2 separate regions of the Danio rerio genome follow, and region 1 is linked to region 2. The links are chromatin contacts, called in public HiChIP or PLAC-seq maps. All regions are on one chromosome and are shown on one strand. Each heading gives the region's core, a stretch centred on a gene start, on an enhancer-like site or on the middle of the called end of the contact. The rest is flanking DNA. Distances are from core to core; before and after follow the strand shown.

Region 1 (5,801 bases), core at 1,507-4,006, 150 kb before region 2:
GTCTATATATATATATAATGGAAATATAATGGTCTAATAATGTTGTCAATGACAGATGACAAGCACATGTCTCAAACATAATAATTCAAGTTTATAGTTATGAATAGTTGTATTCTGATGTCATAATTTTACTGTAAATTAACAAACAGGACATATTGAAAGTCTGTTTAAGTCCACCATAATACAAACTATACCATTTTAAGCAACAGTAGATCTACACATAGGCCTGTTATTATTGTTGTTTACAATATGTTTCAGAATTAACAATAATAATAGGCTAATCATATTAACCTTTATTTCACAATTACAGAATCATGAGAAAGATTGTGATCTTGATTTTAAGCAAAAAACTAAATTTGTGATTCACATTTTTTCCAGAATCGTGCAGCCCTAATCAGATCCACTGTATCACTGCTCTCCGAATCACTGTCTGTCTCCCCTGAATCGGTGTTTCTGTTGCTGGCGTGCAAATAAGTTGTTGCGTACGTAATGAAACTCCCATTTTTATGCAAACCCTTCCCTTTGAGAAAATTCTGATTCTTGGGTGAACTTTTTTTTGAAAGGCAAAGTTCCTCCAAAAGGGAAGATTTCTTGTTGGTTGGACACCGTCAGACCACCCAAGAAGTTATTTGTATTTCAATAAGACACTAAATGAGCAATTCCAGCGTTATGGGGTGACATTTGCAGTTAAAATTTAAAACTTAAATTACGGAGAAAGTATATGTTATTATATTGAAACATCTGTTTATATTTTCCCAAACAACTAACCACAGAGTTATGGGATCAATCTGTAAACATTTTTGTATTATTAATGAGGAAAGTAAACATGCGTTATGAATCATGTGCCAAAAAAAGTCTGGAGTTTACAGTTTACAACATACTCTGTAGAAATTCTGTGAATTAAACTGCACAACCCAAAATAAATAAAGCTACTCAAAAGGATAAAAGTTGCTCTATATCGAACAAACATTATAGATCTGATTTTATTTGACATTTTTGCATTTATTATTAAGTTTCGTTATAGATAGGCACCTCTCTGTTATGGATGTAACAGATGTGAAATTGGTTCCTGTGTGACTTTGCTATATTAAATACAATAATTTAAAAACATTGACAAAGACATTTTTGAGTAGTTTTTAAGTACTGTAAAATACTTGCTTAACCAAAAATGTAGAAACTAATTCATTCCTACATATTATGTGCCTTCCAGAAAATGTGCATCTTGTGAGGGAAGATGTAAGTATTGCACTATTGACACTCAGATTAACATGTATATTAATGAAAAAAATGAAACAGCATAAATGCTCAGACATGTAGTAACGTTAAAATTATGAAGCGTTACCTTGGTAAATGGCTGCACAGTTTAAAGTCTTTGAATCTCATCATGATTATTGTCCCAAACACACAAAAAAAAAAAAAAAAAAAAAAAAATATATATATATATATATATATATATATATATATATATATATATATATATATATATATATATATATATAGTAGTAATGTTTCATATTACATAATAATATATACTTCTTTGACATTGACTTAATATTTATTTATTTTTATTTATTTATTTATTTTATTGCAATAATAACAGTACATTACAACAAATACAGATACAAAACTGAAAGTAGTATGGTACAATCAATAGGAATATTACTTTTTGAAATAAGTGGAATGTAACAAAATTAAAACAAATATAGGTAAAACTAAATAAAGACAACGAGAGAAAGAAAAAAAGAAATATTAAGGGCACATGACAAGGATAAAACTAACTATTGCAGAATATCAAATAAAACACATATTTTATAAAGTTTTAATAGCTTTCTTGTTGCGAGAGTCTGTGATGGTTTATAAATAAAGAGCTAGTTCTCGTTTAAAAAAATAAAAAATAGGCTTACAATGAGTATATTTGCAATTGTGTATAGAAAAAAAACTTTCCAATAATTAAAATAAAGTTTATGCAAAAAGTTTGAATAAAGGAATTGCTTCCTTTAATATAAAACCCCAAAACAACATGTCTATAGCTTTCACAGAAAAAGCAAGAGATGTCAATGTCAATTTTTAATTTTTGTAAAAATTGTTTTTGACTTAATATTTACTTGACCCTTTAAAAGCTAAGTTGGCATGTAAATGTTTTCTCCCATAACTGTCAGCTAGTATTCAGAGCATTCCAAAATAAATGTTCTAATCTTATTCACAAATACAAAAACGTCCAAGTCTTCGTTGCTAACAAGACAATTAGCATGATTTTTTTTTTTGGAAAAAGTCTCACGTTGTGGGCCGCTGACTAGCTTTGCAGGCCAAACACTGTTCTAAAACACGTGAACGTGTTCAATTCAAGAAGTTGCAGTAATATTTTCAACAATTAAATATATTTAATGCATACCTGTCTGAATATGCAGATAGAAACGCGTGTATTTAAGCGTTTTTATCCAAGATACATCAGTGCGAGGGTAGCATGCTTTTCAGACGCAAGAAAACCCATCCAGTTCCTGTGACGCAATGACTTTGTGGGAAAGTCATACCGCACGCATGCGCATTATACTCTCCGAAATCTTCCCTCAAACCTGTGTATGTAAAGATTTGTTTGGATATATAAAATACCCAATGGATCTGCTAAGTACAGGCGCATAATATACTCTAAAGGAACTCGTTTATACGAACAATTCAAAGAATTATAAAATAATGAATTTGTTGCCGACCAACAGGGGTCAGCAGAGAGTTATGAAGAGCAAAGCAAAGGCTGCTGGGTAATGATCACAGGCAAACATGGCAGCCATCCTTCCAAGGATCTTGTCCTTCGGTAAAAATACGAAGGTTTTGCTCAACTGTTTGAGATTATCAGCAGTTCCAGTTCAGCAGTACAGTGTTCCGGTTTCTAACCATGGAGAAATAATTACCCACACGGGACAGGTGAGGCTGGATCTAAAGGACACTGTGCAGCACGTCTGTTTATTACTGTTAGCATTTGTTGTGAGAACTGAGGCTTATATCTGGCGTAATAGACTATAGAGTAAGCATTAATAGCTGATATTTTGTGCATTTAGTGGCAACTTAATGGTAAAAGACTGCATTGTACTGATAAAACTGATTAAATGGAGTAAAATACAACCAGAAAAAAATCAATTCAAGTTGCTACCCAGTTAAAGGTTGTAAAAATTACAGTTAAAATAATTTAAAGTTCAAATACAAAAATATTTTTTGCTTGGAATTGTTTGTTCATAGTGTTTTTTTAAGAAAATGTCAAAGTAATACAATTAATAAAAACCTTTATTCTCTTGTGTAGATAATATAGTGTAATATAGATAGTAACCAAATTTACTCTTCAGTATACACTTCACTTTAGTTGGTGCTATATTGAGAGAAAAAAATCGTTCAAAGAGAGTAAAATGTACTTAAAGCTAGATATTGCACAGTAAACTTTAATTCAAGTAGAAATTGATCAACAACGTTATTTTACAAAACAATTCTACTTAACTGCATACATTTAATTGTTAGCAGTTTTTTGTACTTGTTTTATTTATCGCCTTTTTTTGTATTTGATTTTTTGGTACCAGTTTTTTTGTATTCAATTCGATTTTTTTGTATTCGATTTGTTTGTAGCAGTTTTTTGTTTTCAATTCAGTTTTTGTATTCGTTTTACTTGTAGCAGTTTTTTGTATACAATTTATTTGTAGCAGTTTTTTTGTATTTAATTTGATTTAATTGTAGAAGATTTTGTATTCAATTACATTTTTGTATTCGAACATTTGTAGCGGTTTTTTATATTCAATTAGATTTTTTGTATTAGTTTTATTTGTAGCATTTTTTGTATTTAATTCCATTATTGTATTCGATTATTTGTTGCAGGTTTTTTCTATTCAATTAGATTTTTTGTATTCAATTTATTTATAGCAGTTTTTTTGTATTTAATTCGATTTTTGCATTTGATTTATTTGTAACCTTTTTTGTATTCAATTACATTTTTTTGTATTTGATCTATTTTTTTTCCATTCGATTTATAGCAGTTATTTTGTATTTTGTGCATTTAGTTGCAACCTAATGATAAAACTCACTAAATAGAGTAAATACAACTACGAAAAAATCAACTCTAGTAGCTACCGAATCAAAGGTTGTAGAAATTATGGTTTAAATAGTTTAAAGTTCAAAAACATAAATATATTTTGCTTGGAATTTTTTGTTTATAATGTTTTTTAAGAAAATGTCAAAGCAATACAATTCATAAAAACCTTTATTACTTCCCTTGTGTACATAATATCGTGTAATATAGATAGTAACCAAATTTACTCTTCAGTATACACTTCACCTCAGTGTATATTAAGGGGAAAAATCATTCAAAGAGAGTAAAATGTACCTAAAACTATGTATTGCATGGTAAACTTTAAATAACTTAATAGACATTAATCAACAATATTACTTTTACAAAATGTTAAGCAGATCCGACATCAGATTTACTTTATAAGAAAAACTTAATATTTTTTCCTATTTACTATTTGTTTTTATTGCAGGTCTATGATGAAAATGATGTGAGACGTGCTAGATTTGTTGGCAGACATAAAGAGGTAAAGGGAACTATTCAGTGCTGCACAAAGATAGCATATATATATATAGATTTTCTTATTGTTTGTTATATTGTTATCTTTAATGCTGCAGGTGAATGAGAACTTTGCAATCAACCTGGTTGCAGAAGAACCAGTCTCACATGTAGAGTCCAGGGTGGTGTCCTGTGATGGAGGCGGAGGGGCTCTCGGCCACCCCAAAGTTTACATCAATTTGGTAAACAAGTATTTCATATAAGAACAGTTTCTAAATTTGATTAAAATAAATATGTAGAGGCCAGGATCACGTTATTAAGTAATATGCAAATTTTTTGTGTATATACAGTGATTACTATTTACTCAATTTGAATGGTTTAAAAATGTCTGTAGATTAAACACATAAAACATGCAAATCCTGTAACATTTTATCATAAGCACACATTTGTCATTTAAACAAAGATGAAAAAAGCATTATTTTCAAAAACTTTCAAGTTAAAAGCTGTATTTGAAGGTTAACATTTTCAAGCCTCTACATTTACATATAGTCATTTAGCAGACGCTTTAAAACACCATTGTCATGTAAATGAATTGCCATGAGGCCACTCGCAGTTTTCTGTTTTTAGTTGAATATGGTGTTGTTTAAATGCCCCATTTAAAAGAGTCTCTTTATGTTTCATGTAACATTTATAAAACAATTTATAAACATGTAACCTTTTTACAGGACAAGGACACCAGAGTTGGCACATGTGGATACTGTGGGTTGCAGTTTAAGCAGACGCATCATCACTGAAGAACCATTTTGTTTGTTTGGGCCATATATTATTCAACTTTGAGGATCTAAAACTTTTCTCTGTACAATAAATATTACTATAATATAAACACAACATCTGCAGTGTTTTCATTTTATTTCTTTATTTCCTAGGGAAATTATGTAGGCCGGGAACCACAAAGTATAGTGTTATATAGGGGGTCTGTGGAAAGTATGTAGAAGAATATATCAAAATATGTGGGAAAAAATGCAGACACATTTAATAATATGCAAGCATAAGCATTCAGAAGAAACATAAATTAGGTAAATTAAGGGATTTTAAAAGTATTTCAATTAAAAAGCAATTTAAAACTGTCTAAAGTATTTAAAAATACATATGTTTTAATTAAAATAAAGTTTGATGTAAAAACAAATCAGTTAAGAAATACTTAATATTAAAATAGCATTATTGAATCAGTCCCACTTTATATTAAGTGGCCTTGTACTTG
Region 2 (5,773 bases), core at 983-3,482:
TCTTTCAAACAGTGTTTGTGTCATTACTATGATTTTTTTTCTCCCCAACATTCTTTTACAACGTCTTGTTTTGTGTTCAACAGAAGAAAGAAATTCATAAACATTTACAACCACTTGTGTGTGTGAGTAAATGGTAAAAAATTCAATTTTAAGAGAACTATCTCTTTAAGATGGTGTAAGTTTAAACTACTAAACAAAATGTACAGTTGCCAATAAGTTATTTAAACCTTAATTTCTGAATGTAAAACTTATTTATAAACCCTTGAGGGCAAAATACAACCGGAATTACAATATAAAAGAATTCAACAATTCCATGAAGAACCCTTAACATCCATGCAAACTTTTTATCCAACAATTGCAAAAAATAGACTTATAAAGTGCTTTTCACACTAATATAAAAAAAATAGTTCTTAGAACTCTTTCCCCATTTAAGTTTTAAGAACTTTATTACATTTTTAATGAAACCCAAAATGATCCTTCTATTGCAAAAGTGTCGTCTTCTTGGTTTTGTATCATGCAGCTCACTTTTGATGAAGAGATTGCTGTCAGGATGGATTTTTAATATTAATATTAATGGAAACGTGGATTATAACATCCGAAATCGTCAACGGCAGGTGACTCCATAGCCATTTTAAAACGTGAAACTCCTTAGCGCCAAATGGAGGACTAACTGCTGTAATTAAATCATTAAATCCCGCTCTCCGCTTCGCAGGACACGAAGAGAATTGCCTAACCAGCTCGCCAAACTCATTTGCTACTCAAGCATGAAATTATGACTTTTTGGATAAATAATTACAAAGCTAACATCTGATAGCAAGGTGCACCCAGGGGGAGGATTAGCGCAGACAGGGGTGTTAGCCCTCATTACCAGCCGTGGATGAGAGGAGGAGAGAGAAAATATACTGGGATGGAGAGATAGGCTGTGGTTTTAATTGCAGGCTTCTCTGGTTGGCTCCTTATCACAACCTCTCAGAGGGATCAAATGGCTCCTCTGAATGGAGCATTTCATTAACCTGTCACCTTATCACGGGACAACCTGTGTGATGCTAATGTGCAAATTACCATAAACGGGATCGTTTGTTTCCCTGTTGGACATTACTGAGACCCTCTCTGGCACGCCGTGTGAACGCTTGTGTGTGTGCGCGCGCGCTGTGAGAGGGAGGGGAGCGATGATGATGATTCTCTCCGCTCCATCAAATCACTATTACACTCCATTATTGCCTTCTTCACGACTCCACACTACCAGACGTTGAAGCCGCTTATACATACAAACTCCTGAGCCGCATGCGCGTTAAATAAAACATGAAATATTGACTGGAGATAGATAGGTTATGGCATTGCGCAATCAATAAATGTCAGTGCATTTAATCGTAGATGGAGTTAATAAACACTGTACAAAAATGCCGTTTTCTATCCTATTTACATAACACTTTATTTAAAATGTTCATAGATAATAATTATATCAAGATAAGGAAAACTTGAAGCATTTATTATATATCAGTTAAATGCACAGACCGCTTAGATGATGCAAACATTTCATATTGATATGTGTAACTAAATTACATAATTGCACTATAGTAACAAGTTTATCAGTCTGTTTGTTAGCGTCAAATGTCACTTAATTCATAAAATCATGAAATTTAAAATACTTTAAATATTTTGTAACAGAACAAACTTGTCTTAAAAACACTGCTAAGAAGTTTTTAACTGTATTTTATCGTTTTATTTTTGTAAAATTAAGATTTTTTTCTTTTAATTCTTTAATTTTTTTTAAATATAGTACACTGTATTTTATTCATTTAGCCTATTAATTCGTGTGTTTACAAAAGTAAGAATAGTTAACCAGACAACTCCACTAGCATTTTTGCATTAATTGTGTCTCGTTAATATTAGCTATAAGCTTTATTAATTAAATTATTTACCTTAAATTAATATGAAGAAAGTTCAGAAATGCATAAATGCAGTCATGCCCAGCAACACTGCTCTTAACATTTTATAATGCAAAACTATTTATTTTATGTTAAATATTTATATATTTGTTGTCACATTCCACATTTTTACGCGAACAAGGCGTATATGTAACTAAGCACTTCGTTTACACTGCCACAAAAACACACAATAACACACACTGCAGCCTACTTATCGCGTGGCCCCGGATAGGAGGGGCCTCGCGCTTAAGTATCATGCCAATCAAGCCGTCAACTTCAAATTGTGAGAGGTCCAGAGGGTAGACGCATCACTAGACGTTCCTCCTGAAGAGACCGCGCTTCTGCACCAAGCGAGAGTTATTGCTGTGATTGAAAGTGGATTGCCCTTCTCTCTTGTAAATCTCCGACAGAGTTCCTCGGGAGTTGGACATGTCGTTCCCCCAACTGGGTTACCCACAGTTCCTAAACGCCTCCCAAGAGGTGTACGGAGCGGAGCGCACGGGTGTAATGCCGTCCTCTCCACGCGAGGGAAGCTCGGACAACAGCGCAAATCCCGCGACTGCAGCGGCTGCTATCACGCCGATGCTCGGCATGTATGCGAATCCGTGGACCGTGCAAAATTATAGCGCCTTCTTACCTTACAACAGTGCCGAGCTGGCCCTGCTCTCTCAGATGGTAAGACAGTTTATATATACATGTTATAAAGTATTTTACAGTGGTAAATATCTGTCTAATATATATATATATATATATATATATATATATATATATATATATATATATATATATATATATATATATATATAATAAGATGAATTAAACTTTAAACATTACATTTTGCATTAAACTATTAGTTTTAAATGTTTATCAGATGTATATTAAATGTTTTATATGGCAGTGTTTCGAGAGGTTAAAAATATAAACGCAATCTTTAAAATAATCGGAATTGAACGGATTTAAAAACTAATGTTTTTAATTAAAAACAACAAATTGTAATTTGTAGTTGTTCTACTTTCACAGACTAAAACAGTTCTGCATACATAAAAGAAGAACAAGAGACAATGACTGCATTTATTTTTAAGATTAATTAGCGATTTTTTTAATTCTCTAACATTTGAAATAATCTCTATTTTGGCACTGTAATTATCGAATAATAATTATTAAACTTTATATTTCCAAATTATAGTTCTGCATAAGTAATTTTATTTAGGTTTCCAGTGTTTGTTTTAAAAGTAAATCACTGCTAGAAGTTTGCAGCAACAGTTCATTTCTCGTGTTGAAATACTACTTTAACACTTTTCAAAATAATACCAAAATAGAAGGAACGACATTCGTATTACTCTTTCCTGTGCATGTCTACAAACCTACTGATAATTAATTTTTCTAATCCCCAGGGGTCGCAGTATGAGCTGAAGGATAACCCCGGGGCTCATCCTCCAGGATTTGCAGTGCACGCTGCGCCCGGTTTTTATCCATACGGCCAGTATCAGTACGGTGATCCGGCCCGGGCCAAGAGCGCTACCAGAGAAACCACCAGCACACTGAAAGCATGGTTGCAGGAACACAAAAAGAACCCGTATCCCACCAAAGGTGAGAAGATCATGCTGGCCATCATCACGAAGATGACCCTTACGCAGGTGTCCACCTGGTTCGCCAACGCGCGCCGGAGACTCAAAAAGGAGAATAAAGTGACCTGGGGTCGCAGTGCCGAGGACAGAGACGGGCGAATTTTCGACAGCGACAACGAGGATGATGCGGACAAAAATGACGACGAGGAAGAAATCGATCTGGAGACCATCGATATGGACAAGGCGGAGGAGCCCAGAGTGGACCAGAACAAGGAAGCAGCGAATAACCCGCACGCGATTGAAAACATTGAAACACCGCGGATATTATCTTCCCCAGCACTTAAAAACACGGACAGTCCTATGTCGAGTGGTAATAGAGAACAGAATGTGGTCAAAAGCGTTGGTGAGGTGTCTCCTGGTGGAGCAGTGTGTCAAAGGCCTGGAAACAGCAAACCCAAAATCTGGTCTTTGGCGGAGACGGCAACAAGTCCTGATAATACGCAAAAACTCAGTATCCCGTCGACGCCTGCAGGCCTCAGGGCCTCACCTTCAACCCATCCTGCTTTTCTCTCCACAAACGGAATTTATACTTGCCAGATTGGGAAACTACACAATTGGGCGAGCGCCGCTTTCCTCAGTGCTAATTCTCTGATGGGTGTGCGCTCACTTTTGAGTCAAAACAGTAACTTTCCAAACCACAGTCCCGTTACAAACCCCGAAAAGAAACCTTCGTCTGCCTCTGGATCTCCATGTCTTGACAGCGACAACTCATCCGACAGTTTCAGTCCCAAACATAATGGTTGGTATTCAATATTGAACAATAATTAGAATAGTGATTTTTAACACAGCCTATTAACTTTCCACATTGTTTTCAAACCACATTAACGTTTGTTTTGAAGTGCAAGCTGTTCATTCTTTATCTTTTGAAATTTAGATCAAGAGAACGTTCAGAGAATTGAATCTCCAACACTTGCATCAAGATCACCGTTTCCAGTCATCCATGACAGGTAAATGATGAACAAGTCATTTTAATTTCCGTGCACTGATTTTGATTAAATCAAACTCACATAATTGCAAAAGAACACAGTTTCAAATGCAAGAGTCGCAGTTACAACTTGCTTTCCCTAACATTTCTCCATTAGATATAATAAGTTTTGGATTATTTATAACGTTTAAATAGTTAGAAATCCTTTCACTAACATTTAAATAGTAATGGTACATTGAAACACATTTTCGTAAGCCATAATAAATACATTTAAAAGGCTTGTTAATTGCTTGAAGTTACTTATTTAACGTCTCATCAGGAGAAAATCAATAATTTGCATTTAGGCAGAGATATCAATTGTGTCATTTGTTTAAAAACATTTTGACTCATTTTCCCCCCATTTCTGTCTTTTCTCTACTCACACAGGTCTCATCATGAAACATCACAACGCGCTTTGAAGACAATTTCTTGAACACAGAACTTATCAGAAACCTCTAAATTATTTAAAGAAAGTGAAATGTGACAATACAGCAACAGCATATACGTCATCGGATAGACCAAAATATTTTTTGTATTTCTTATTACGCTCCCATCCAGCAATATAATTTTTTTTTGTATTTTCTTTTCTATTCATTTCAGCATGTTTGAGTTTACCGTGTAGGTCGCCTGCATTTCTTTTAAAGAGTTAATAAGAGTTATTTGTCAGAAATTGTGAAAATGATATATTTTTGTGTAATAAAGAAAATGAGATAAATTGTGTTATGAAATTAATTTTCTAAAGTTAAATAACTAAGTGTTAGTTTTTAAGTCAGAAGCCATAACCTAAGTAGACAATTTGAGTTATTAAGAGCTATATGTTGTCTTTTTAAAATAAAGAAACAATTATCATGTTAAAAAGGATATTTGGCCAAGTGATGAAAAAATACGAGCGGCTAAAATTTATTAGACTAATAACGTAACTTAACTTAACATAACTTAATCCGACAACAGGTCAGCACATGAGTTAAAATATATGGGCTATTTGAAATGTATCCACATAATTTATTTCGCAATAATTGGTCAAACAACTTAAGATACCTGATAACCACATTGTTAATTGATCGCAAATCAGTGTGTAGAAACATTTTAGGCATACAGCTTAGAAACATTCACAACTAGGCAACGGCGACATCTATTGGCGATTTTTTCGAGTTTATGTTTGGAATGCACTTATATTAAAACTCCAAAGAAAATCACGTCTACGTTAATTAAAAATATAAAACACAATTTACTCAATCACTAGCACATCATTC

The links. HiChIP or PLAC-seq counts read pairs in DNA pulled down with a chosen protein or histone mark.
Region 1: a contact with region 2 is called in an H3K4me3 HiChIP or PLAC-seq map of gastrula embryo, with 4 times the contacts expected there. The contact joins the promoter of ndufs6 here to the promoter of irx1b in region 2. A contact is called at or near these places in 6 of 18 Hi-C or Micro-C datasets (embryo and an unstated tissue) and 2 of 4 datasets of contacts at active chromatin or transcription factors (embryo and gastrula embryo).

Annotation. Positions count from the first base shown.
Region 1 is chr19:30,699,610-30,705,410 of GRCz12tu, reverse strand. It overlaps ndufs6 (NADH:ubiquinone oxidoreductase subunit S6), which reads left to right and starts at 2,756. Exons shown (of 4, transcript NM_001004651.1): 1 at 2,756-2,919; 2 at 4,515-4,568; 3 at 4,660-4,782; 4 at 5,266-5,423. The coding sequence starts at 2,776. The coding sequence ends at 5,334. mrpl36 (mitochondrial ribosomal protein L36) reads right to left here and starts at 2,510. Exons shown (of 2, transcript NM_001099257.1): 1 at 2,393-2,510.
Region 2 is chr19:30,545,695-30,551,467 of GRCz12tu, reverse strand. It overlaps irx1b (iroquois homeobox 1b), which reads left to right and starts at 2,232. Exons shown (of 4, transcript NM_131823.1): 1 at 2,232-2,603; 2 at 3,323-4,295; 3 at 4,431-4,503; 4 at 4,908-5,235. The coding sequence starts at 2,358. The coding sequence ends at 4,953. The region is part of intron 2 of LOC141379111 (a long non-coding RNA gene); the gene reads right to left.